6 separate regions of the Mus musculus genome follow, and regions 1, 2, 4, 5 and 6 are each linked to region 3. The links are chromatin contacts, called in public Hi-C and promoter capture Hi-C maps. All regions are on one chromosome and are shown on one strand. The core of a region is the stretch at or near the end of the contact, and the rest is flanking DNA. Distances in the headings are between cores, read along the strand shown.

Evidence for each region. Promoter capture Hi-C pulls out the DNA fragments that hold promoters and counts their contacts. Hi-C and Micro-C count contacts between places; a contact is called where the count stands out from the background. Capture Hi-C pulls out chosen DNA fragments and counts their contacts.
Region 1: a contact with region 3 is called in a promoter capture Hi-C map of adipose tissue, with 4 times the contacts expected there. The contact joins the promoter of Yrdc here to the promoter of Akirin1 in region 3. A contact is called at or near these places in 4 of 39 promoter capture datasets (the C10 cell line, hippocampal neurons, liver and 1 more), 1 of 484 Hi-C or Micro-C datasets (CD4 T cells), 3 of 115 datasets of contacts at active chromatin or transcription factors (astrocytes, embryonic midbrain and pro-B cells) and 2 of 9 other capture datasets (adipose tissue and liver).
Region 2: a contact with region 3 is called in a promoter capture Hi-C map of hippocampal neurons, with 3 times the contacts expected there. The contact joins the enhancer-like site here to the promoter of Akirin1 in region 3. A contact is called at or near these places in 2 of 39 promoter capture datasets (cranial neural crest and hippocampal neurons) and 4 of 115 datasets of contacts at active chromatin or transcription factors (astrocytes, embryonic forebrain, large pre-B cells and 1 more).
Region 4: a promoter capture Hi-C map of pre-B cells shows a contact between it and region 3, with 3 times the contacts expected there. The contact joins the promoter of 9930104L06Rik here to the promoter of Akirin1 in region 3. A contact is called at or near these places in 5 of 39 promoter capture datasets (the 3T3-L1 cell line, hippocampal neurons, liver and 1 more) and 5 of 484 Hi-C or Micro-C datasets (CD4 T cells, CD8 T cells, Th1 cells and 2 more).
Region 5: a contact with region 3 is called in a promoter capture Hi-C map of liver, with 3 times the contacts expected there. The contact joins the promoter of Mtf1 here to the promoter of Akirin1 in region 3. A contact is called at or near these places in 5 of 39 promoter capture datasets (the C10 cell line, frontonasal cranial neural crest, liver and 1 more) and 2 of 115 datasets of contacts at active chromatin or transcription factors (astrocytes and large pre-B cells).
Region 6: a Hi-C map of B cells shows a contact between it and region 3, with 6 read pairs. The contact joins the promoter of Zc3h12a here to the promoter of Akirin1 in region 3. A contact is called at or near these places in 2 of 39 promoter capture datasets (liver and pre-B cells), 3 of 484 Hi-C or Micro-C datasets (B cells, CD4 T cells and CD8 T cells) and 1 of 115 datasets of contacts at active chromatin or transcription factors (double positive thymocytes).

The regions. Positions count from the first base shown.
Region 1 is chr4:124,848,484-124,852,305 of GRCm38.p6, forward strand. Yrdc (yrdC domain containing (E.coli)) reads left to right here and starts at 2,276. Exons shown (of 5, transcript NM_153566.2): 1 at 2,276-2,683; 2 at 3,210-3,324; 3 at 3,417-3,536. The coding sequence starts at 2,292. It overlaps Mtf1 (metal response element binding transcription factor 1), which reads left to right. Exons shown (of 11, transcript NM_008636.4): 11 at 1-1,317. It overlaps 1110065P20Rik (RIKEN cDNA 1110065P20 gene), which reads right to left and starts at 2,081. Exons shown (of 3, transcript NM_001347196.1): 1 at 2,039-2,081; 2 at 1,749-1,950; 3 at 1,002-1,479. The coding sequence starts at 2,073. The coding sequence ends at 1,384.
Region 2 is chr4:124,763,647-124,767,680 of GRCm38.p6, forward strand. All of the region lies in intron 7 of Inpp5b (inositol polyphosphate-5-phosphatase B), which reads left to right. Among named protein-coding and RNA genes, the nearest start is that of Gm12915, 14 kb to the left of the region's middle. Within about 2 kb of position 2,390, at least 37 of the 459 cell types and tissues checked have an H3K27ac peak or open chromatin away from gene starts, as enhancers often do. A contact at or near this core is called in hippocampal neurons, where this site is marked.
Region 3 is chr4:123,748,713-123,753,045 of GRCm38.p6, forward strand. Akirin1 (akirin 1) reads right to left here and starts at 1,587. Exons shown (of 5, transcript NM_023423.3): 1 at 1,236-1,587. The coding sequence starts at 1,452.
Region 4 is chr4:124,935,261-124,939,513 of GRCm38.p6, forward strand. 9930104L06Rik (RIKEN cDNA 9930104L06 gene) reads left to right here and starts at 1,788. Exons shown (of 5, transcript NM_177573.3): 1 at 1,788-2,073; 2 at 3,180-3,457. The coding sequence starts at 3,183. Cdca8 (cell division cycle associated 8) reads right to left here and starts at 1,657. Exons shown (of 10, transcript NM_026560.4): 1 at 1,329-1,657; 2 at 1,095-1,223. The coding sequence starts at 1,422.
Region 5 is chr4:124,799,909-124,804,348 of GRCm38.p6, forward strand. It overlaps Mtf1 (metal response element binding transcription factor 1), which reads left to right and starts at 2,641. Exons shown (of 11, transcript NM_008636.4): 1 at 2,641-2,735. It overlaps Inpp5b (inositol polyphosphate-5-phosphatase B), which reads left to right. Exons shown (of 24, transcript NM_008385.4): 24 at 798-1,603. The coding sequence ends at 913.
Region 6 is chr4:125,125,398-125,129,490 of GRCm38.p6, forward strand. It overlaps Zc3h12a (zinc finger CCCH type containing 12A), which reads right to left and starts at 2,484. Exons shown (of 6, transcript NM_153159.2): 1 at 2,370-2,484; 2 at 1,209-1,685. The coding sequence starts at 1,651.

The DNA.
Region 1 (3,822 bases), core at 1,026-3,525, 1.1 Mb after region 3:
GTTCTGGCGGCTTGAGGGCTTCTCAGTCTGCGTTGAAAATGCAAGTTTAATTGGATCTGTCAAATTATATTATAGTACAACCTTTTTCTAGAACTGGCGTGTAAAAACCATACACTGCTCCTTGGTGGTGGCTCACTGGGACAAAAATAGGTGATAATGTCATGTCACTTTCTCAATTCAATGCAATTTCTACTTTTTTTTTTTTTAAACAGGTAATGTTTTCATAAAACTTTTTTCCACCAAAATCTGGGGTGTTTATTGTAGTATCCCCGTGTCCCTCGAGGTGCCAAGTCAGGGGCTTGCCCGCCCTTGCCGCGGGTGTTCTCAGGCTTCCCAAGGGCTGTGTGAGTCAACAGCCTGCATCTTTGGTTGTGCTTTGGAGAAAATGTCACTGAGGTTGGAGTCCCAGGTAGCTAGTCCCTTTTCCTGGGAATTCCCTGTTGCAGTTTGGGGAAGGTGGCTGGAAAACGGGCTTTTCTGGTTGCCTGGCTCAGATCTAGCCAGAAAAGGCCACAAACTCTTTTCTAACACAAACTAATCATTGGCCAGTGGTCTTGGTGACAAGTTTTTAAGTCCCAAATAGTTTTATTTGAATTATGTAAAAGTACCAAGTTTATTTTAAATGTAAAACATGGGAACAACGGACTTCCACTGAGCGATATGAAAACGTTACAGGTTCAGTACTTCCAAAGGAAGAAACCTCCAACCCCTAAAAAGAATAAATACGAATTTGTATTTTTGAAGAATGTGAAATAATAGTGTTTGCTTAATTGCTCATTTTGTATAAACTTAATATTGTACTTTAAAATATCTGCTATGAAGTGAAAATTTAACTTTTTGGAATTGAAAAAGCAATATTAAATACTAATGAAATCTTAATTAAATGCTTATTTAAATCTGGTAGTACATGTGGCATTACTTCCCATCCCTGTCCCTGGTTGACACTCTCTTCCCACTCCCAGCCATCAAGTCTTGGAGGGACAGAAAAGAAAGGTCAGTCACCAGGGTCTGCAGATTTCCTTTTAATCAAGACTCTGCTCAAGTGTTTTGTGGGGCTGAGAGCCCCCAAAGCATGAAATGAACATGTAATACCACCTGGAACCCCCAAAGCAGGCCAGACCACTCTGGCCAGCACTGCTGGCTTCCTGAATCCGAGTACTCAAGACTGGATGTTTGTTGGCTCCATTTCAAAGCACAGTACTGCCTTCAGCCAGGACGACGTGGGAGTGAACCCAGCTGCTAGTAGAGTTGCCATCCCAGGCTGAGGGCCAAGTACCAGCAACTGCCCGTGAAGACTGGCCCCTTTTAGTGAAGGGAGTTGGTCACAGTCCAGCCACTGGCCCTGGAAAGGGACAGAAGTCAGGGTGCCCGGCTAGGGTATGATCAAGACTCCGAGGCTCCATCGCCAGCATCCTTTGGAAGGCCACCTCTGGCCGATACAGATGGCTGGGGCGGCGCTCCAGACTTGGCTGAACCGTTCTAGTTGGAACAGAAAAGGGGGGAGGGGGGATGAGCCCGGAGGAAAGGCCTTAAGTTAGGCCCCACAAGAATAAGGCCACTTGGCATCTCGACAGTACCATGCTTTTTCAAAACCTCGCTCAGATCAAAGGAAGTTAAGCGGTGGGGATGCTCTTCCACCTGCCTCCTTTGGAGCGGGGTGGGGGTGGGGAGCGCGAGCTAGACCAGTGCAGTGAGTGGGAAGCGCCCACCTCCCCAGGTCCAGCCCGGAGAGGGCACTGGGCACTGACCCCGCCACCAGCCGGTTCTGGGCGCCGGCGGCCCAGCTGCCGCAGCATCTCCTCACAGGCGGCGATGGTGTCCAGAAGCTGCCGCTGCCGCTGCTCCACGGCGTCCAGCAGCTGCTGGGCGCGTTCATCTCGGGGCGGCTGCGGGGGTGGCCTCCCGCCGAGCCCCAACCCCGCCTTCCCACGGTCCACGCCGGCAGCCTCCCTGCCCGGGAGAGAGACGGCGTCAGGGCCCGGCGCTAGGCGGCGCGAGGTCGCGGCCCCAACCCACCGCCCCGCCGGCCCGCTCTCACCCCCGTGACCAGCCTGCGCCGGGACCCCACTCCATCGCCGCCCGTGCCACCCGCTCACCACCCCTCCGCAGTCCGCCCCCCGCGCCGCGCGAGGAGTCCGCTAAGCCGAGCCCCGCCCCGTCCCCACCGTTCTCCTTCAAGTCGCCTGGGGGTCGCGGTCCCTTTAAGCGGCCGGGAGCGGAGGCGGGGCCGAGCCTCGCGGGCCGGAAGTTGCGTCCGTGCGTCACTTCCTCCCGGAAGCGGCTCGGCACGGATGTCTACGGCGCGTCCGTGCGCGGGGCTGAGGGCCGCCGTGGCGGCCGGCATGGGGTTGAGCGACGGGCCGGCTAGTTCTGGCCGCGGCTGCCGCCTCCTACGCCCTCCTGAGCCCGCTCCGGCGCTGCCGGGGGCCCGGCTGCTGCGGCTTCCGGAGAGCGAGCCCGTGGAAGCCGCGAGCCCCGAGCGCTCCGGCTGGACCGAGGCGCTGCGGGCCGCCGTGGCCGAGCTGCGCGCCGGCGCCGTGGTGGCGGTCCCGACCGACACGCTCTACGGCCTGGCCTGCTCGGCGAGCAGCTCGGCGGCCCTGAGTTGCGTGTACCGCCTCAAAGGCCGCAGCGAGGCCAAGCCGCTGGCCGTGTGCCTGGGCCGCGTGGCCGACGTCTACAGGTGAGGCGGCCCCGCTGGGGGCGGCCCCGCGGGAGGGGTTTCCGGTGACAGCCTCGGGAGACCGCGGCGTCCGCCGAGCGCGGGAGGGGCTTGTCCTTGCTCCCCGAGGAGGAATCCGGAACTGGAGATTGGTCGGGAGCGCTGACGGCTCGCCAAGATCCGCTCTAGACAGTCGGTCGAGAAGCTGAGTTAGGCGAGCATGGCACTCTTCTCCCGGTGCCCTTGTGATGGGCGGAGGGGAGGCCCGTTTCGGGGTAACGCCTTCCAGATGATTAAACGGATTGAGATTGTATCCACGTGCCACGGCGCTGTGGTTTTGTCCCCCAAGACAGGCGGATAGACTTAAAGCCCAGGGTACTCTGTGGAGTCTGTCTTCTGCCAGAACTCCGAGGAAGAGGGAGTAGAGAGTCAGGTAGATCTCGTTCATTATACACGCGAAGGGGACCCCTCTCCAGCATCTGCCTTAAGTCCCCAGGAAAGGTCCATCAGGGTGATTTGGAGAGGATTTGTGCTCCTTTGCCTGCAGGTACTGTCAGGTGAGAGTACCTAGGGAGCTCCTGGAAGACCTGTTCCCAGGCCCTGTGACCCTGGTGATGGAGCGCTCCGAGGAGCTCAACAAAGACCTGAACCCCTTTACTCGTGTGAGTCAAGAGTTTTCCCTTTTCCTGCGATCTAAATCAGACGCTTGCAAGCCCTCGATGTCTTCCTCACGTTCTCTTTTCTTGCTTCCCAGCTTGTTGGCATCCGGATTCCTGACCATGCCTTCATGCTGGACTTGGCCCAGATGTTTGGGGGACCACTTGCACTCACTAGTGCCAACCTCAGCTCCCAGGCCAGTTCTCTGAGTGTTGAGGTGAGAATTGGCCCCAGCAGGTTAAACTGCTGTTTCCTTAAAATCAACAAGGCTAACACTGTAATGGGATTGCCTGGCAGAAATTTGGGCCTTTGGTGCATGGGTGAGAAGGTTACCCATTTGGTGTTGGTTAGAGGAGGGTATCCGAATGAATCTTGGAAGGGGGCAGGTGGTGTACTTGTAAGGCCAGGACAAGGAGGCTAGGGTAAGAAAATCTCAGTCAGCCTTAGTTATTTAGGGACACTTACTTTTTTTTAATGATTTATTTTTATTTTATGTACATTGC
Region 2 (4,034 bases), core at 1,140-3,639, 1.0 Mb after region 3:
TACACCAATAGTTATGATAGCTTCCAGCTACCGGTTATATAAAGTAAAATTAAAAATTGAGTTTCTCATTTGTTGTAGTCACGTTTAAGATGTTTAGTCTTTTTAATTGTCACACTGTTGGGCAGGGCATCTGTCCACAAACATCCTCCCCGACCCCCAGATATATAGCCCTGGCTGGCCTGGAGCTTGCTATGTAGATGAGGCTGGCCTTAAATTAAGAAAGAGATCTACCTGCCTCTGCCTCCTAAGTGCTAGGATTAAAGGTATGTGTAGGTATGTTCAATATGTTTCTGTTTTTATGTATATTCATGTGAGTGTATATGGGTGGGTAGGTATGTCAGTGCACCTTTGGAGGTCAGAGGATGGTATGGAGTCAGTTCTTCCTACCTCTATATGGCTCCACAGATTAAGCTTGGCAAGTGCTTTACCCGGCTGAGCCATCTTACAAGCCCAGAAATAGGATTTTTTGACTTGGGTTTAAGTATACATTTTTACTTTCATGTAAAAGTAGAGACTTGGGACTGGAGCGATGGCTCAGCAGTTAAGAGCACCGACTGCCCTTCTAGAGGTCTTGAGTTCAATTCCCAGCAACCACAGGGTGGCTCACAACCATCTGTAATGGGATCTGATGCCCTCTTCTGGAGTGTCTGAGGAGAGCTACAATGTACTCATATACATAAAGTAAATAAAACTTAAAAAAAAAATCCAGACTATACACGAGGCCTGGCATCAAGAGTTTGAACCGAGGCTCCTATCTTCATATTGTAGTTTTGGGTGTTGTTTGACTTATAGAGGGCTACTGAGGGAAGGATAGCTTCAAGTTAGTTATGGAAAAAGGGTAACCATAGGAGGAAGAGATTGTTCATCTTCTGTAGCTGAGGAAGCAAAGGCTTTAGGTAGGTTGTTCTAGGTCATGTACAGTAAGAGGCAGTAGATCTAAGTTTCTGACTCCAAAGCCAGTGTCTCTATATAATATGTAAGCCTCAGATTAGGGCTGGGGATATGGCTCAGTGAAGTAGAAATTATTAAATGGGGGTTCCTACCCTATCTTTGATCATTTAATCCCCAAATAAAAGACATAAAACCTTTATATTTTTAATAAGCCTTGAAGCATTAGAGCTGGGTAGATATCACCTCTCTATGTTACTTTGTGTACATCCTTGTCAAGATCCCCGAGATATGACTTGTTGTGTTCTGCCTGGGCTGCTCCTATTCCAACTGGCCGGTCCTCAAGGCCATGCTCTCACGTCCCATGACATCTTCTTCCTTTTCCTCTTCCTCCTCTCCCTCCTCTTGTTCAGACTCTTAGTCTAAACTGAAGCCCTGCCTAACTCTCTTCTGCCCAGCTACCGGCTGTAGACATCTTGGGAGGCCATGGCTACATAGCATCACTTGGTATACGTGAGGCTCTCTTCTTGGGGGCAGGCAGATCTTGGGGGCCTGTGTTAGCATTACAGTACGTAGCAGCAGACCAAACCTCACCAGCTCAGTTGGGAGACTGCTTGCCTCAAGTGCACAAAGCCAGGGGGTTGATCCATAGCCCCGTAACAACTGACTGGACGAAGCGGCACACACCTGCCCTGCAGTCACAGTTCTTTGTAGATGAAGGCAGGATGATCAGAAGTTGAAAGTCATTCCCTTCTTCATACTGAGTTTATGGCTAGCTTAGACCACGTGAGACCCACCTCAGAAATAAAGCCAAGATAAAATGCAAGAGAGAGCAGAAATAAGCAACGAGTAAAGCAGCACCGCTGAGAGATGGCCATTACTAAATAGTGGCTGTGCGCCCTTCTGGATTTTCTTTGTTTATAGATTTTTATTTTCTGATACTGTTGAAAAATCCCTGGGTGTGAAGTCACCAGCACATCTCTAATCCCAGCACTTGGAAGGCAGAGTCAGGGAGATCGACTGAGGCCAGCCTGTTCACAAAAGCAAAACCCCCAAACCCTGATTCTGCATGATGTAGAAAGAAAAGCTTTAAAAAGAGACTGAGTTTGAAAGAGTGGGGTTGATTGTATGGAGGGTCTGGACGGAGGAAAAGTGTGTGTGGGGGGAAATGATATGTTTTTTAGTTAATTTTTGTTTGTTTGTTTTGTTACTATTTTTCAAGACAGGGTTTCTCTGTGTAGTCCTGGTTGTCCTGGATCTTGCTCTGTAGACCAGGCTGGCCTCAAACTCAAAAAAGAGATTTCCCTCCCTCTGTCTTCCAAACGCTGGAACCAAAAATGTGTGCCACCACCGCTCGGATTTAGTTAAGATTATTTTTTAAAAGATATTTCATTGGCTTACAGTTTTGGTGGCCAAAGTCCAAGTTTGAGCAGCCCCGTCTGTTCAGCGGTGTTTGGCAAGAGGTCACACTGTGAAGGCAGAAAGGTTCAGGGCCAGGGTTGTTCTTTTTGTTGTGACTAGCCATTGAGGGAGTTAACCGGTGTCTCACAAGAACAGCCTTACTCCCTTCTGAGGCCTCAGCTTTTAGAGGTTCCATCAGCGCTTGCCATTGCTAAATGAAGGGTAACTTTCCAGAGAAGCCTGCGGACAAGCTGCATCCAAACCCGAGCGATATGTCTGTGTTGTCTACAGACAGGTGTTGGTTTCTAAGTGCCGCGTATGTGAGCATAGATTCACAGTCCTTTCTAGCGCATGGCGATATAGCTGGCTGCCTTCTGCGTCATCGCCGTTCAGCAGCATCTTTGCTGTTTCCTTGGTAGTTCTGAACTCCCAGAAGCTTTCGGGGCTGACAAGGATTTTTGTTTGGCTCGCGATAGATTTGGCATTGCAGCTTCCTTTTGCCGATACGAGTCTATTTATAGACTTTATTTACCCAAGCATCGCTATTCATAGATTACACTGTGTCTCAGCTTCTACTGGGATTGCTATCAAAGTGGTGTAGGTCATGTCCTATCATTCTTAAGTGTCCCAAATCCTGAATTCCAGTGTACACTGGGCTCGGAGGTTTTGAAGTCAGGCTCCGTGGGTCTGTGTTTGGCTATACTGTTCTTCAGGCTAAGAGGAACATGTTGCCTTAAAAGGCAACATTATCTGCAAGGTTTGTGTGGGAAAGTTGTTGCTGTTGTTTTTTTTAAGATGTTAATGCAGAGTCAGAATTAAAAAGGAAGGAAGAAAGATTGGTAGATACCTCTCCACACCCAGATCAAGCTGCAGTGGTTAGGACTAACTAACTAGACTCTCAGTGGGAGGGAGTCAAGTGTAGGCATGGCAGGTAGTCATCAAGAATGCATTCAGAGATCAGCCCTAAGAAATGGGCCCAGTGAGGAGAAGACAGGCCAAGTATGCACGGCCTGTTATGGCAAGCCAAGGGCCACATGAAAGAGTCTTCTGGCTCTCGAGCTAAAGAGGCAAGACTTCTCAGACAGCTGAGTTACTTAGGGCACAGACACAAGCTCGGGAGCTGTGTGTGCAGGGCTCCTAGAAGCTGGAAGCAGGGCCAGCAGGTTCAGTTAGCCTCCGCTGTATAGCAAGTCCCGGTCACAGAAGACAAGCGTGTGGAACAGGGGATCCAAGTTCAGTTTCCAGCACCCACAGACAGCTCACTACCGCTTATAGCCCTGGCTCCGGGGGCTGGATGGGGCGAGAGAGATGGCTCAGCTGTTGAGTACTGACTCCTCTTGCAGAGGACTTGGTCTCATTTCCCAGCACCCACATGATATCTCACAGTCATTTTGTGCCCCATTTCTAGGGGATCTGACACCTTTTGGCCTCTGTAGGCACCAGTCATACATGTGGGATGGTCAAATACTCGCATATGTAAAATAAATACTTTTTAAAATTAAAAAAAAAAATCTTTAAGACTGAGCATGGTGGTTGCATGCCTTTAACCTGAGCACTTGGGAGGAAGAGGCAGACAGATCTTTGGGAGTTCAAGGCCAGCCTAGTCAACATTGTTCACTCTACTACAGCCACAGGGCTACATAGAATGATCCTGACTCAAAAGTAAACGAACAGTAAACAGATTAAAAATAAAAATAAATCTTTTAAAAAAGCAAACCTCAAAGCTGAGATGTAGAGATGGCTCA
Region 3 (4,333 bases), core at 337-2,836:
CAGTCACTTGTGAGGCTGGGGCAGGAGGGCTGCTGAGTTCAAGACAGGCCTGGACCACACTGTGGGTTCCAGGCCAGTCTAGAGAGTGAGACACTGTCACAAAACAGCAAAGTGAAAGACTATTCAGATTAACAACCTCAAGGAAAAGATGGAGAAAGCAGGTCTAGTGGAAAGAGCAGAGCCACAGTTAAAGGAAATGGATGATACGACGACGTGAACACAGGTAAAGCTCGAGAGGACTGCTGGTGGCAGCAGTATCCTTGAGGGGCTAAGCACAGGAAGGAGGAAATGAAAACTAGAGGCACTAGAGACTGCAAGATGTAAGGGGGAAAAATGATTTAAAGGGACTGCAGGTTTTCCTAATGCTTGAGGAACAACAATAAGAAGAAAACAAAGAAACAACTTGGCCAAATCCACTTTTGAGGGATTATTTCTGGGATCCCTCTAATTTGCTGAATATGGGTGCTGAAGCGCGTTCCCTCCTCCTACTGCAATATGATAGGCATCTTTACTGCCCCATGAGTCCTTCTTTTTGCCTTGTCTAAAACGAAGTGCCTTACTCAAGTCGAGTCACTGTATTAGATATTTGAATTTTGAGTACAGAATCTCTGTATACTTAAGGATTCTCAAATACTAGCCAACCAACTACCCACTTCAAGCCATACCCGAAACAAGACAATAGCCACACGATAAAACAAGGTCAGTCCGTCTCTTAAGAAATAGTCTGGTTGAAATTGCATTCCATGGCTTCTGCTCCCTAAAGAATTCTAGAAATCAAGTCTTCCTAAAAGCACCTTGCGGCGCTACATACGCTCACGCCCCTTCCCCTCTATCCGTCTCCCGCCCCACTCATGGCTGGGTTCGTGAGCAGAATCCAATTTTCCATGGCCCACTGGATCTCCCGGGAGGTTCCGCACAAGCGGAGGCAGGAGGGGCTTCAGGGACACCAAGAGCCTTCGGCGGTCTGGGGTATCCCCACCTCATTTTGGTGCCCACCCCTCAGACTCTCCAGCTCCAGGAAACCCGAAAACCGACACTGTGGGGTCACTGCCCTTCCCGGATGTCTCTCGTCCCCGGAAGCAACCGGGCCCAGCAGCACCCCAGTTCCTTTTTCTCCCAAGGCCGATATGGGGTGCGGAGGTGATCTCGGCCGGTGTCCACGACCCCCGCACCCTCCCCGCCCCCCACGCCCGGGCCTGGCTTCCTGCCAAGTCCGCAGCAGCAGCGCAGGTTACCGGGAGTTGGAAGACGACGCTCGCTGCCGGGTGGGGCAGGCTGCTGGAGGCTCGCCGGCGGCGTCTGCATCTGAAGCGGCGGCGGCTCGGCGTCCGGGGGCCTGAGGCCCGGAGTGGGGCCGGGCAGAGGGGCGCAGCGTCGCCGCTTCGGGGAACCGGGGCTCAGCAGCGCCGCCTCGAACTCCATGGGCCGCTTCAGTGTCGCCCCGCACGCCATCCCGCGGAAGGGCCAGAGACCAGACGCAGACGCGGCAGCAAGGACTGCCCTGGATCCAACTCTTCAGCTACGGCTCCCAAGCCAAGCCGGCTCCAATGGCGCCTCCGGCACCCGGCAGCCGCGCTGGCCCCGCCTCCTGTGACGTCACGGGCGTGCGCCACCGCCCGGCAGAGGGGAAGAAGTCGGAAAAGGGCCGATCCGGGAGGCCCGCGAGCCTGGGCTCGGCCCATGGCGCCCCCTGCGGAAGAAGTAGGCCGGTCTGGGCGGAGAGCGTGGTCGCCTAGCAACACCCCCGCCCCCGCCCCTCCCAGGGCCCCCCCCTTCACGCTCTCTGCCGGAGTGGCCTGGGAGGTCTTTCGCACCTGCGCGGCAGGGGCCTCGGGGGCGGGGGATGGGAGAGACCCTGGGAGACCGGGGTTCCCTTGGCCGCGTGACCGATAAAAGAGGTGATTCTAAAGGGTTATCAAAGGATTTTGTCTTGAGTCCCAGGAAATCTTCACAAACATAACCGGGTTATCTAAGGATAGACTTTATTTAATCCACGAACCCTGTGCAATCATGGGCAAAATTGGAAGGGGAGGTGTGTTACAAATGAATGTATTTTGGGGATAGATGACCCGGCCATTAATCGGATCACTAAATGGATATGTGTTACGCAAAAAAGGATTAAAAGGAAAAAAAAAAAAACAAAAAACAATCCTACCAGAAAACTCACTGGCTTAAACTGTCTAACCAAGTGATACCAGGGTGTTAGGAACTTCCCCTGATAGCTGATTTGGCAGTTGGCTTCCTCATCCGACTTGGCAACTCAGACTGGTTCTTCCTCGGGTCAATCGAGATTCTCTGCCGTACTGTTGGCTGGAAAATGCTTTTGATATTCAGCAAATGAATAGAAAACAGGGAGGTTCTGCTTTAGGGAACTCTGGTTGTAATTTTCCTGGGGAGTAACTCCAGTGCTTTCAAATACATCAATAGAGTCATCAGAACAACACCTCCACATTCAAAGCCTTTCTGTAATTATTTGTATATTAGTGGCTGTGATTCCTGTAATCTGGCTTTAACATTATCTCTGTAACAGATTTTTCTAGAACAGTCCAAATTTTAGATACTCATTTCTAATTGCCAAGATGGCTGTCACAGTACTTCAACACACTTGGGGTTAGACAATAAAGGCATACTATCTCCAATCTTCCTCCTCCTTCTCCGCCTCTTCTTCCTTCTCCTCCTGTTCGTTTTGGTTGCTTTTCTCTGAGTCCTCTTCCGTTTCTACAAACTCTTTAAAGATCATAACATAGGTCATATACTTTCACATTTATTTCTGTAAAATATAAGACAGCACAGCATACCAAATTGCTGGTTTTCTGTTTGTTTTGCCATATTGGGATTCAAGCCTCCCTAGGCACATTACCCATGTTAAGTTTATTTTAGCACATTTATTGTCAATATAGATGTAACGTGGTTTAAACTAAAATCTAGAAATAAAACATTAGAGTTTTTTTTAAAAAAAAAAAACCTCACAATTATCTTGGTGGTAAATGACTGAATTTAAAATTCAGTTCTGAGCTTCTTGAAGGCTAAAGAAAAATGAAACCATAGTCATGATGAATAGGTGTTATCTGAATGGAACCAGTTCACCAGAGGACACAGACCATCATTTTGTGTATCACTTTAATTCCAAAGGTAGACTGTCATGACTTTATTAGGAAACAATGATGTAATAAAGCCTTTAAGACCGCTTGCATGGCTGTTTCTATGTTCAATAAAAGCCAAGGACATGAAAAGCCACTTCACGATGGTTATTTTTTAAGGGGACCTAAGAGCATCAAGTAAATTGTTTTCTTGTGGTATAAACAGATCCAAAGTGAACGATTAGAAGACTTGAAAAGTATGTCCCTTGGGTAGTCATTTTAAACACACCTCTCTTAGTAGGGTTTTGCTACGTGCTTTGGTAGTCACTCTGTGATCCTTTAAAACATTGAGTGTGCCTTGGAATATTAGTGTTTTAAAGGAGGAAGCTGTAATTTGAATATATGTCTAACTGTGCTTCAAAACCATACATTCCTTGAGAATAACAAGGAAGCCTTTATTCATCTGTATTTCCCCACGACTTGCACAGTGAATGTGGCAGGAATAGACACGGAATAAATATTAGTCAATGAATAAGTGGTAATTATTATTCTATCTCTGAAAGTTGATAGACCACATTGTTGAATGAGGTGGTTTTTAGATGATTCAGAAGCCAAACAAGTAGGTGGTATATCCTATGAGATGTTGCAAATGACAGTGGCTCAGAGACATGCCTCTGAGGGAGGTGGATGGGCTGCTCTGACAGGATGGAAACGCAGTCCTTATGAGGTCACCACACTCCAGGTCAACTTTGTTGTGAGTGATACAGTGACTCGACTAGGCATGTACATGCATGCACCCAACACACGTAATTGAGCATCTCTGTGTAAGGCATCAGGGCAACCAAGCTTTGTTGCTGTAGATACTTGGATATGAAAAGAGGCTTGCTTCCTGTCCTCCAAGGGTTTCTAGTCTGCTAGAGATGACAGATACTAATGAAACAGTCACCACAACAAATATCTAATTATAATCTCTGACAAGTACTGGGAAGGAAAGGGACAGGAAGTAAGGTGAGCATACAACTGGGAGTCTTAAGCTATCCTAGAACCGATAACAACGGAAGAAGCAGACGTTAAGTTAAGAGCTGGCAATGTAACAATGTAACCAGGAAAGTGTGCTAAAAGAGGGGCCTCACCCAAGAAGAGACAACTTATAGAAAAGCCTATGAAATGCTGGAGGAACCAAAGAAGTCTCAAGTGGCTGTGGCCCAGAGCATGATGAATTCAGAGAGATAAAAACTAGAACTTTGTGGTTA
Region 4 (4,253 bases), core at 538-3,037, 1.2 Mb after region 3:
AATTTATTTGGCCGTGATGATTTGTGATTTGTCTTTTGTTTTTGTTTTTTATTTTGGTTCTTCGAGACAGGGTTTCTCTGTATAGCCCTGGCTGTCCCTGAACTCACTCTGTACACCAGGCTGGCCTCGAACTTAGAAATCCACCTGCCCTGCCTCCCAAGTGCTGGGACTAAAGGCGTGCGCCACCACTGCCCGGCCTACTCCTATCTTTGTAGTTCACAAGACAGAGCTGTTTGAGGATACTGTCCGAAATGAGCTCTGACAAAAAACAAATAATTTTTCTCTTAATTTATTCATTCATTTTAGAAGGCTGAGTTTGTACAAGTATTTCCCGGATGTGTGAAAATTATGTGAAATTGACATTTCAGTTTGCCCAGAAATCAAACTCATCACGGCTCTTTTGGAACTGTAACAGAAATGCAGTTCCAGAACTCAAGACTGTTTGTTACCTGGCCTGCTAAGGACAGTGGTTTGCCTACCACTGGCCTGGCTGGATGGCAGGCAGTTTCCAGTGGGGCTGAGCAGTAGGGTCTCCCCAAAAGATGGATGTGTTCTCCCAAAACACTCCCCCTGGATACAGAGATGCTGAGAAGACATGATGCGTCCTGCTCTTACAGTCCTCTCCCTCCGCTGTTAAGCTGCAGGACAACTCTTACTGTCCTACTGAGCGACTGCATCCCTGCCTATTGGCAGGTAGGCTAGCATAGGTTAGGTCATGTCAGTGCGGAACAGCCTCCCCCAACCCCTGAAAAACCTTCAATTATCAGCTCACTTTGTACTATAGATTTGAGATCTCGGCCTCGCCCCTCTTCCTTCAGGCCTCCATCATTCTATTTCTGGTATATCTCTTCTAAAGCTCTCCCATTCAAACGTGAAGGTGAGATGCACTGTCCTAATAGCGCTCATCTGAAGGGTAATTCATGCCTACTTCTTTCCTATGGGCCCACCATTCTTTTATAAGTTATGACAGATGGCAATTTCCTACCGGTGGTTATTTTAGACCTTATTAAGAAGGGGACATCTGAATGAGTCCCTACAATAAGCTTTCAAGATAAGCACTCGTTGGTCACGGGGAAAACGCTAGCAGCTCTTACCGAAGTAGTCAAGCCACTTCATCCCTTGCAGCGCCTTGGGGAGCCGAAGGATCTCGATGTTGTACAGATTTTCCACCTCCTTGAGGAGGGTCTGTCTGTCGGACTCAATTTGCTTGGTTCGAACTTGCACTGCAAAGAGGTGAAAGCGGACGGATCCCGCGTCAGGTGTGCGAAGCCGTCGCATCCGCGTCCCAACCCACCCAAAACCCACGATCACGCGAATCCACCCCTTACCCTCGCGGTCGAAGTCCTTCAGGAAGGAGGCGAGCTTCCGGCTCCGCAGCGTGTTGGTCCTGGTTCCGCGGCTGCTGCGTTTCTTGGGAGCCATGGCGCCTGGCTGCGTCGAGCGAGGGGCCAAGCAGCCGGCTCCGCGACTGAGACGGGGAGAGGGTGTGAGCGGTCGGAGAGCTGAGAAAGTTCAGTCGTTGGAGTCTAGGTTTCCAGAACTCTGCCGAAACCTACCTGCAGGTCCCAAAACACAGTCTGAGGAACCCTCACAGCTCCAACTAAGGGACGGGCGGCTCCTCGGTTAACCGCCACCCAATTCAAACTCAACGGGCACAGCCTAGCCAATAGCAAATCGCCGTCTTAGGACGGTTCTCACCACGCCCAATCACAATAAAGCTTCTTCTCCTTCCGCCAGCCAATCCTCATGGAGGACTTCAATGCCCAGATGTCATTGCGGCACACGCCATCTTTTCGCGACTCCAGAGTCGTGCTAACTGGAAGTAGAGTGGTGAGTTCGTTCTTGTGAATAAGCGCGGTGTAGTTTTTGATGTACTCAGCGTTGACATCGCAGGATTTACGTTTTCCTGTTGATTTAGGGCTGGAAATCTTAAAGAGAGGCGACAAGACTGACTCCAGAAGCACAGGTCCCGGAACAGACAGACCCCAGAGACTCGCAGTCTAAAGCAGATTGCCCTGTCGTGAAGAAACCCCTTCGGAAGACCCGAAGCAACGGTCTTCCTGCAGAGAGAAGGTAAGAGGACCGCCAGAATCAATATTCTTGAGTGTCCGCGGTTACAAGACAGAGACACAGCTCCACTCTGCAGCGTGGGGAGTTGCCCTAGCCTTTTAAGGACTTGAGCTCAGTTGATGGCCCTGACGCTGAAAAGAACTCAGCACTAGCTGAGCTCAGTTGATGGCCCTGACGCTGAAAAGAACTCAGCACTAGCTGATTTATGAAGCAGAGTTACATGAACATATTTGCTACGGGGCCTCACCATATAACGCTGGCTATCTTGGAAGTCTCTGTGTATACTAGTTTGGCCTCGAACTCACAGAGATCTGCTTGTTTCTGTCTTTCCAGTGCTAGGATTAAAGATGCATTCGACAACTCCCAGCCTATGGCTGTTTTAAATACAGGCATAAGCACAAGAATTAAGAGAGAGAGGCAGGCACCTAGGCATAAAAGACACTTGCATGCTCCTCAGAGAATCTCAGAAAGTTAGACATAGCCACGTGGGTATGAGATTCTCTAGGGAGATCAGCAGTTGATTTTCTTTCTTTTCCCCCAGTTTCTTGAGACCAGGCTGGCCTCAAACCCAAAACCCGGCTCTGCTTCCAGAGGGCTGGAATTAAAGTCATGTTACATTAGCCACAATTACTTATTTTGGTGGCTTTCAGTTTACATCTCAAAAGGGTTTCTAAAAACCCTTGTGACTCCCTTCAAACAAGAAGTTGTTTGATAAGAGAAGTAAGTGAGGTGGCTTTCAAGATTCTTTGATGGTATTAAATCCTACAGATGTAAATGGGGTAGTGTGTGTCCTTTCTCTGTAAATGGGATTCCTGGTGAGATTTCTAGAACATGGAAGATTTACAGCAGGAAGGAAGAAAGGCTGTTCACAGTTGGTAAGTGTACTTGCAGGAATTCTTCCTTCATTGTTGGCTGAAGGTGTCAGCCCACTTCCAGGACTAGGAGTTCTTGTTTGTGTCCCCCAAAGTCTCCCTACCTTTCATTATTGCCTTGGGACTATTTGAAGACCAACAGCTGGTCTTCTCCTGAGGTCGGAAATGACGCAGCCTTGATGCAGGCCCTCCCTTCTGGTACCCTGACTCCCTTTTGTTTTGTTTATTTTTTCCCAGAAAATGGCTCATGACCAGCCTCTGCTGGTTGTGCAGGAGGCCCTGAGGAAGTGCTTCCCTGTGGTGGAGGAACAGCAGAACCTGTGGCAGAGCACCCTGCAGGACTGCTCGCCCCTCCTGTCCTCTCTCAGTAACCTGGCTGAGCAGCTGCAAGCCGCACAGAGTCTGCGCTTTGAGGATGTGCCAGCCCTGCGTCCCTTTCCAGACTTACAGGAGCGGTTGAGGCGCAAGCAGCTGGAGGCTGGTGACGTTGTTCTGGACAAGCTAGCTGAGCGGCTGTAAGAGGCTCTGTTGTCCCCCTTTGTTGATGGACAGATCTTAATGCCGCATGGCATCCCAGCCTCAGTCAGGGGGTCCTACAGAAATCGACAAAAGCAAGTCAGGAGTAATCATGCTGGAGCTAAGTTGAATGTCTGTGAGTTCGAGGCCAGCCTGGACTACATTGTAAGACCATGCATGTCTTTAAAACAAAACAAAACAACCCAAATCAGGCCAGGTGTTTAATCTCAGCACTAAGGAGGCATATACAAGCAGATCTCTGAGTTCAAGGCCAGTCTGGTCTACATAGAGAGTTCCAAGGCAACCAGGGCTACACAGATAAACCCAGTCTCAAAATAAATAAGTAAGTAAACAAACAAATAAATAAAAATAACCCCAAACCAACTAAATAAATGGAAGAAATTACAAAAGCAGAAAAGAAGAGGGTGGCGAGGAGTGCAGCCCTCTTCTGTCGTTGTCCTTGGTGTACTGCAGTTCAGGGAGAGCTGGGAGTAAGGACTGTGTGTCCGGGACCTTGTACACCTCTGCCTTATACCTGTCTATGCACTTGGAAGCAAGAAAAGGGAAACTCAAACTGATTGTCCTGATCACAGAGTCCGTGAGAAATAGAGCCAGGAATCTGAAGTGGGCCTGCCACTTAAGCTGGGGCTTCTTACCACCACCTGGTTCTACACACAAGTGGATACATGTGTAACTAAGTAGCCCAAGAAACAGTAACAACACAGGTGTTACACAGATACTCTGTTTTCTGCTTTTTTTTTTTTTTTTTTTTTTTTTTTTGGTTTTTTTGGAGAC
Region 5 (4,440 bases), core at 1,391-3,890, 1.1 Mb after region 3:
GTTCAGAATCACTAAGAAAGGAAGCTGAATTAATGCTCACCCTCCCTTCTCTTCTCCCTTGCTCCCCTGGCCCCCCAAGCTCTGAGGAAGCTTTGTTTTGTTTTAACTTTTTAAAAGGCGGTCAAGTTATGCTGCTGAAGCTGGCCTCAAACTCACTCTCCTGGCCTTGGACTCAGCATCCTCTTGCTTTGGTCCCCAGTGCTGCATATGCACCATCATGCCTTGTTTTGGGCAAAGTTTATGCAAATAATGTTTTTGGGGACTGGAAGTATGACTTAATGGTAGAACCCTTACCTACCATGTGCAAGCCCTTGTGCTAGTTCCTTCTTTTAGCTAGACTAGCTGGCTGGCAAGGCCTCAGGACCCACCTCTCTCTCCCTCCACATCACTGTGGTTACAGGTACATTTAAGTGGGAGCTAGAGATCTGCACTCAGGTCCTCTGTCATGTTTGCATGGCAAGCACTTAACTTAAGGAGCCATCTCCACAGCCCCTCTTTATTTCTTGAGGCAGCCTCCCACTGTATAGCTCTGCCTGGCCTGGAACTAAAGACTGGTAGGAATAGAGACTTGTTTCTCCCCCACCCCCCAGTTGTTTGTGCTTTCAGGAAGGAACTACCTGGGCATAGAGGTACATGCCTTAATCCCAGTCTCAGGAGGAAGAGGCAGGTGGAGCCCCTGAGTTCAAGGCACCCAGGCCCTGCCTTTAACACAGAGTGCTTGAGGTAGTCTGTTCTCTCTCCTAATCACCCCCGTGTCCCAGTTGCTAAGTGGTATTTTCTGTTTCTGTCATGCACAGCTAGCATATTTGGCAGCTTACTGCTCCGGAACCCAGCTCGTCACCAAAAGCTTGACATGGCGGAAAAGAAGAAGGCCCAAGAGTTTATTCACCAGTTCCTCTGCGGTCCACTCTGAGCCTCACTACTCCTCTCCTGTTTTCCTTAAGGCAGCCACAATTGTCAGCCCCACCTGTTTCAGCTCAAGAACTGCCTTAAGCTGGTCTGAGGCTGCTGGAAGAATGGCAGCCACCTGTTTCTTCTACCTGAGCCTAGACCTGCCCCTTCTCCATGCCATTGGCTAGCACACCCATGCTGACTTGTGAAGACATGGGGGCAATCCACCATAGTAGAACTGACGTTCCACATTCAACTCTAGTTATTTAACACAAATAGCTCCCTATTCATTTTTATTTAAAAGTTTTAAGTAACTGTACTTTGCCTTATTCAGCCAGCCTCCAGGACATGCAGTCAGTGAGTTCCCCATATCCCGTACTGAGCATCTCATGGTCAGATACTTGGACTAACTGAAGTCCCTGAAGGAGAATGGCTTGGGGCGGCAGGACTCTGCTTAGAGGTTCCTGGATAAACAACTTTTAGCCATCCAGATGCTTCCACTGTCCAAGCCGCAAACATGTTCATGCATAGGGCACCTGTTCCCTTTCTGCTCAACTCCAAGGCCTCTCAGTCGCCCCCAAGAGCACTGAAGAAAGGGGGTTCTGGTGAAACAAGTGGGATTTTGTAGGATATTCAGTCCTCCCAACTGTATATAATGCAGCACCTCTCATATATGTAATATATTTTAATGAAAATGTATTTTTAATGGTGACTATGGTTCTCTCTTTTTTTAGTTATGTGTATGTGTGTGGTGGTGGTGGTACATGCATGTGTGAATGTGCTAGGAGAGGCCAGAGGCTCAGATCTCTCTGAAGCTGGATGTGAGCCATCTAATGTGGGTTCTGGTTTCAAAAGAACTCTAAGGTCAGAGCAGTCAGTTGGTCTTCTCTTCCCCAATCCTCCTCTCTCAAGAGATGGTAGTTCCTGGCAGCTAGTCCTTTGTGGCTTAAGAACAGAGCAGCTGATCTGTGGCATGCTGGTGCGCCAGAGTCACTTATTCAACCTTACTCAGAGGGAATGGCACAGCAGTTTGGGCCTGAACCCTGATCTAGCCTCTAAGAGCACTGCTCCAACGTAAACATTCGAGAGAAGTCGTTCATGGGGTAAATAAGCATTAGCTTATGTGAGAGTCTAAAAATTACATATACAGGAATATAATAGAAACACGAGAAAAGTATCTTCTTGGGCTTTGAAATATTGCTACCACCGAGTGGATTTCAAGGGTGGGTAGGATAAGTGTTAAGAGCTGACAGGGGACTGGCCAGTAGGTGGCGCTGACCCTTTCTAGAGCAAAAACCCTCCTTAAGGAAGGTTGGAACCGCTAGCTCCCGCGGGCGCGTGAGAACGAGAAGTTTCTGGAGGGCTCTGCTCAGCGTTCCGGTCCTGGGGGGGAGCCTCAGCCAGGTGAACTATGCTGCGTGGGTACAGTGGGGCGAGGAGAGGGATGCCGTGGGCTGGCCTACGCATCTGGAAGGCGGCGGCTGACTGCAGCCTTCTTGCTGCAGCTGTGGACGCAGCTGGGGCTGAGAACACCTCGACTTCACCGCTGATGTCGCGTATCCTCCCGCGCTCGAAACAGCCCGCTCTCTATGGTCAGCTTCCCGGTGCGGCACCGGAGCGCCAGACTCCACTCGCTCCGCCCACAGCCCGCTGGGGAGAGGCGCGGTCTCAGCCCCCTGGAGAGTAGAAGCCAATCACGAACAGCAGCAGGCCCAGGGCTCCCCGGGCCTCTCCTTCCTCCGGAAAGCGGAAGCGGAAGTGACGCTAGGGACAGGTGGGGGCAATCATGGTGCCGCTTGGGAGGGGAGAAGCTGCTGCTGCCGCCGTTGCCGGGAGCCGCGGAGGTAAAAGCAGAGGCTGGACTCGGCTGGGGCTGGAACTATCCGGGGGGTGCGGGACTGGGGCTCCCTGCCGTAGCCATTCCCGGCTGAGACTTCATTCCACTCACCCGAGGGACCCCACCCCTCCTCCGTTTCCATGGGGATGGGTATCCAGCCCCCCTTCTCTGTTTCCATGGAGACCCGGACCCTGCCCCTCTTAGCCCAGCTCGTAGCCCCCAGACTGCCTCGGGGTTTTTCTCTGTAGCCCTGGACTAGGGGTGCTTTCCCGGTCAGGGTCCTCATGCTAGTCTCTCAGAGGTGCTGGGTTCGCAGTCCTCGGCCACCCTCACACCTCCTGGTCTTGTTACAGAAAGTTGGTCTCTGCGTTTCCCGGGGCAGCCCACCGGGTCTCTTATCTCTCCTCTCAGACACCGAGAAACGTGTATTTCTGGGGTTGCGTAAGCAAAGGTTCGGGCTGGTTCCTCTCAGATTAGATCCCTTGACCTGTGCCTGGTAACTACCTCGCCTGCTTGTCACTCCGGCTAGTAAAGGCTCACTTTGCCGACTCTTGAGCTGAAGAGAAAGTGCAGAACCAGGTTGAGAACTAAGTGATGTGCTGGTTATTTTAAATTCTCCTTTTGTGTCTGCCAAACCCACATTTGTAGAACCTGTGTGTTTTCGGGTGAAGGAGGAATCACCATTCCAGACCATGAAAGCTTCAAATTTGGTAATTTCCTCAAGAGGCTATCTTCAAAAAGAGACCGTCTGCATGTCTGTCATTCATTTTGCTGATATTTCCTGAGCTGCTCGTGTCAGTATTGCTTATGTTAAGTCAGCCTTTCGGGTCAGAAAGCCTAGTCACTCTGTACAAGTGTACTCTCTGGTCCAGATCATGTTTTACGATATAAATAATTAAAGTGATTTGCATCAGCTACTCCTTATTAGGGTTTAGCCCCTCCACCTGATGTGTTCTAGAAATGACAGAAGGAAGCCACCCTTTTTCTTTACCTGCAGTTTCTCTTTCTGTATGAAACAGGAAGCCCTGGTCCCACTGTAGAAAAGCAGGCACGGATAGGTTGTCCAAGCAGTAAAGGGCAAAAGGAGGGTTTGGAGGTGGTTATGTTCAGAGTGTTGTTTCTGCACCACCAACTACATGAGGCCGTGGCACTGCCTCACGGTGTGTTTGCGGGGAGGGAGGGCATTGGGACGGGAGCACCTCACTGAAGGTTTGTAGCCACTCTTTCTTTAAACAGCCACCTGTTTGCTCTTTTATCCTCCTTAGCTTCATAGATCCATCTTTAAAGTATGTGACAGTAGAAGGTCTTGTGAATGCCAACTTTGAATTTTTTGGGGGAAAAAAAAAGATTTGCTTTTTCCTTGTCAGTGACTGATTGTGTCAGATTTTAAGTATTTCCAAGGAACATAATTTTTTTTTTTTGCTTTGGTTTGCCTCTGTGTGATTGAGTATGTGTGTTTGATTCTTTTGAGACTGGGTTTCTCTGTTTAGCCCTGGCTGTCCTGGAACTCACTCTGTAGACCAGGCTGGCCTTGAACTCAGAAATCCGCCTGCCTCTACCTCCCAAGTGCTGGGATTAAAGGCGTGCGCCACCGCTGCCCGGCATGCGTGTGTGTGTGTGTGTGTGTGTGTGTGTGAGTGTGTGTGTGTGTGTGTGTGTGTGTGTGTGTGTGTGTGTGTGTGTGATTCTTACTGTGTATCTCTGGTTCACCT
Region 6 (4,093 bases), core at 1,234-3,733, 1.4 Mb after region 3:
ACCCAGCTGGGCTGGGAGTAGGTAGGACCAGGAGCCAGGTGGCGAAGAAGCTGACATCATAACAAGTTGGGCAGTCCTCTTGGGAGAGCCCTCAGGGGATCTAGAAAGGAGACTTCTCCTCTTCCTGTTCTTTTGCTGGGGTCTCCCCTGGTCCCTGCCAACAGGATCTTTTCCTTGTACTTTATCCACCCAGTCCTGACTCACCAGCCCGCTGTGCAGGGAGCTGGGAGAAAGCAGAGCTGGAGGGTGCGGCCTGGATAGAAGGGAGAAATCAGGGCTCCTTAAGGTCAGAGGCAGCCTGGCTCCCATTCTGCCTCCACCCCACCCCATTCCTTGAGAGATATGCAAAGGCGGCAGGAGATCTGGGAACCCCCAGAGGTCAGGCCAGCCTGAGCGGCTTCAGGGAGTATAGATTCTCATTACAGCACACCTGAGCCCAGAGCATCAGGCTACCCGTACACACGCATCTGAAGATGCCAGATCTGACCAAAAGGTCACAGCTGGTTAGGGCTAGGAAGCTCTGAATAACTAATGAGCCTTGCTTCAGTGGGAGCTCGAGTCGGGGACAAGGAGATCCCAGAAGACTCAAGTCATGGAATAACATCTGTCCACTGAGTACTTCTTCTTTTTTGAGACAGGGTTTCTCTGTATAGAACCTGGCTATCCTGGAACTCACTCTGTAGACCAGGCTGGCCTTGAACTCAGAAATCTGCCTGTTCTGCCTCCCAAGTGCTGGGATTAAAGGTGTGTGCCACCACGCCCGGCTCCACTGAGTACTTGTAACTCTCCACGTTCTATGAATTTTCTCCCCACAGGGGCCACCTGAGTGGAAAGTTTGACAGGAGAAGAAAAAGCCCAACTGGCTAAGTGACTGGCCCACGGGTTAATCCCTTATACTGTCCTGCCTCATGCCGTAGGCAAGGATAGACCATGGCACAAGGTACACTCCAGGCAAAGAAGGCTGGGTTTGAATCTTTGCTTCTCATTTATCAAGAAGTGTGACTCTTGGCAAGGATTTGAGCTGTTTTCCTTCTTATAGCATTGGAGAAACAGCCCTGAGGAAGTCTTTAAGGCTTAAGGGGTTCCTTCTGGCACATGGTGGGATCTCACAGACAGCTTTTGTGTTCCTTCACCAGTCCAAGAGAAAAGCCAAGCCCCCTTCCCAAAGGAAGAGCTACAGACACTATTCCACAGGTCTCCACACATACCTCATGGCCACATTGCTTCCGTCGATGACCACAGGTCTCAGGTCGCTGCCCTCTCTGTCCTCCTCTGGGAGTGAGGGTTCTAGAGTGGAAGGCTTGGGGGTGCTTCCACCCCGGGGCACCAGAGGGGGCTGGGGGCTGGGGGCCGTCAGGGCCTGGCATTCTCGTTCAGTAGCTGAGCCATGCTTCACCAATTCCCCTAGCACCGTGTTGGTGTCTGCTTGGACTCCCAGCTTCTGCAGGACACTGTGGATCTCAGAGGACGAGTACCCCAGTTTACGGAAAAAGTCCACCTTCATCTGCAGCTCGGAAGTAGGGGCCTCTTTAGCCACAGGATCCTGGTCTGGCTGAGGTCGACCCTGGCTGCTGTGTCTGTCCTCAAGACTCCACAGACTCATGGTGGGGTTGGATTCTTGGACAGGCTTCGTTCCACAAGGGTCACTCATATTTCACATTCTTGGAATGTGTCCATCACAGCTCCTATTGACCAGACCACAGGGTTAAGGGCAAGCAATGCCCAATATAGGTCTCTTTCAGACTCTCTTCCACAGAATGGGGCAACACGAACTGAGAAGACGCTATTCAAAGCCATTCTCACGTGTCAGCCCACGCTGTGCTCTCAAAGAGCTCTCAGCATTAGTTATTTTTACAAGAGGGAGACCGAGGCACAGGCAGTAAGCGTTTACTCAAGATCATCAACTCAAAGTTTGTGATACAAACATTTGAACTTGGTCTGACTCCACCCCCAAACCCCGTTCTGTTCCATGCCAACCCAAGGGACCCAAGAGGCAGGGGCGGGGCTCTCAGAAGGAAACTGGGGCTGGAAGTGCGCAGGGGACCCAGGGGCTTCCCCATTGTGGCCACCGCCTTCGTCTCCGAGTCTCATACTTCGGCTCAGGGACAGAGTTCTATTCTGGGAAGGACAAGTTTCCGGGGTGACCCACGGAGAGAAAAGTTGCTGGGCGACTCTGGTTGGCTACCGGGCCCGGTGACGCGAGGAGGTCCTGGCTAGAGCCCGGAGAACGCCGGGTGCCCCAAGACACCCCGTTCCACGCACCAGGGTGAACTCAGCGGGGTCCCAGCGATGGAGACACTGCCCGCGCGCGACCCTCCCGGAGTCAGACCCAACGCAGCGCAGCACCCGTTCCACCCGGTAGCACTCACCCCGCTGAGCGCCGGACGTCGTCTGTAAGGTGTCCATGGAGCCGAGTCTCGGGCTCTGACGGCACCTTCGTAGCCGCGACAGGCGGGCAGGTGCTTTAAGGGCAATGACGCGGAAGCCGGGCAGGGCCGCCGCCCCTTCCTGCTCCGCCTCCCTCCTGCCCCGCCCCACGGTAGGTCGGAGCCGGCTCCGCCCCGTTTCTGAACAAGTCCCGCCCCAGCATCTCTAGCCACGCCCCTGGCCACACGAAGTCTGGGCGGCTCCAGGCTTGTACCACCCGACTGCTTAACGCCGGCTCTGCAGAAGCAGGTTCCGTGCACCATGCAAAACCGGAATAGAACGGCCTCGCAGGTTCACTTCAACAACTTGACACGTCCACCGGCTTGGTCCAGGTTTCTAGTTGCACAAGTTGAGGCCACAGCCGGCAGAGATCCGGCCACTCCAGTTCAGTCACATAGGTTGTGAACTGAAGCCTGTTCAGCGATAGAGTCACACTCAGGACCAGGGACACTTTTCTTGAAGTAAATACCTTCCCAAGACAGGAGGGCTCCACCACCACAAGTTGCATAGTGGTGGAGGAAATGCCAGGAAAAGGAGGGACATTGACACCAATCGCCATGGGAGAGTCCGTGAAGAATGCTATCAAGCAGACTGCAAAAACTCATCTTGTCCCTTATCCTCAAGAGGTCAAGATCCCTCAGTCGAGCACAGCCCTGTACATTATCATCCTGGGGCTTAGATATTGGACAGATCCTTGTGCTCAGGGACCTTCTGTTTTCTTTGGCTTTTGTTGTTCTTTCTGACACAAGGTCAAGCTATGTAACCCATGCCGGCCTCAAACAGCCCAGTGGCCCCATCCATCAGGATCCTGTGTGCTGAGGTTATAGGTGTGAGTTATCATGCTTGCTCCATTTACCTCTGAGAAATGCAGGAAAAAGCTGAAGGGCCTCAGCCATGTAGATCAAGATAGGAGGTCCCAGCTGGGTGTGGTGGCGCACACCTTTAATCCCAGCACTTGGGAGGCAGAGGCAGGAGGATTTCTGAGTTCAAGGCCAGTCTGGTCTACAGAGTGAGTTCCAGGACAGCCAGGGCTACACAGAGAAACCCTGTCTTGGAAAAAAAAAATAGGAGCTCCCACTCTGTAGCACCAGGGACCACTATGAGCATTCTGGGGGACACTAGTGACTCAGGGCAGAGGGAAGGGAGCCTGGCTGTCAGTGTGCCTGCATGCATGCACGAATGCATGTGTGTGTGCTAGAGAAGAGAGAGGTGCCCAGGAGAGGGAGAAAGGGAACCCAGGACCTGCACACAGGAAGACAAAGTCTATTATGTCACCAGCATGCTTGCATATAGGGAAACTGAGGCTCAGGAAGCCAAAACACTCAAAAGTAAGAATTAATTACTGTGTGTCAATACTTCAGTCATATCTCACCTGTCTAAGCAAATGCAGTTGTCTTCTAAGGACATTGGCTGTTTTAATAAAATGGTTTTATAGTAAAAGATACCACCAACATAGCTACATACATTCAGTCTAAAAAGAGATAACAATAATTTTTATTGACTTTATTTAGTTTTTAATTACCGTATTGATGTGCATGGGAATTTTGTATGCATGCCTGGTGCCCCAGGAGGCCACAAGGGGCTTAGGACCCCTGGAACTGGAGTTACAGATGGTTGTGAGCTTCAACATGGGTGTCGGAAATCAAACCAGGATCCTCTGGAAGAG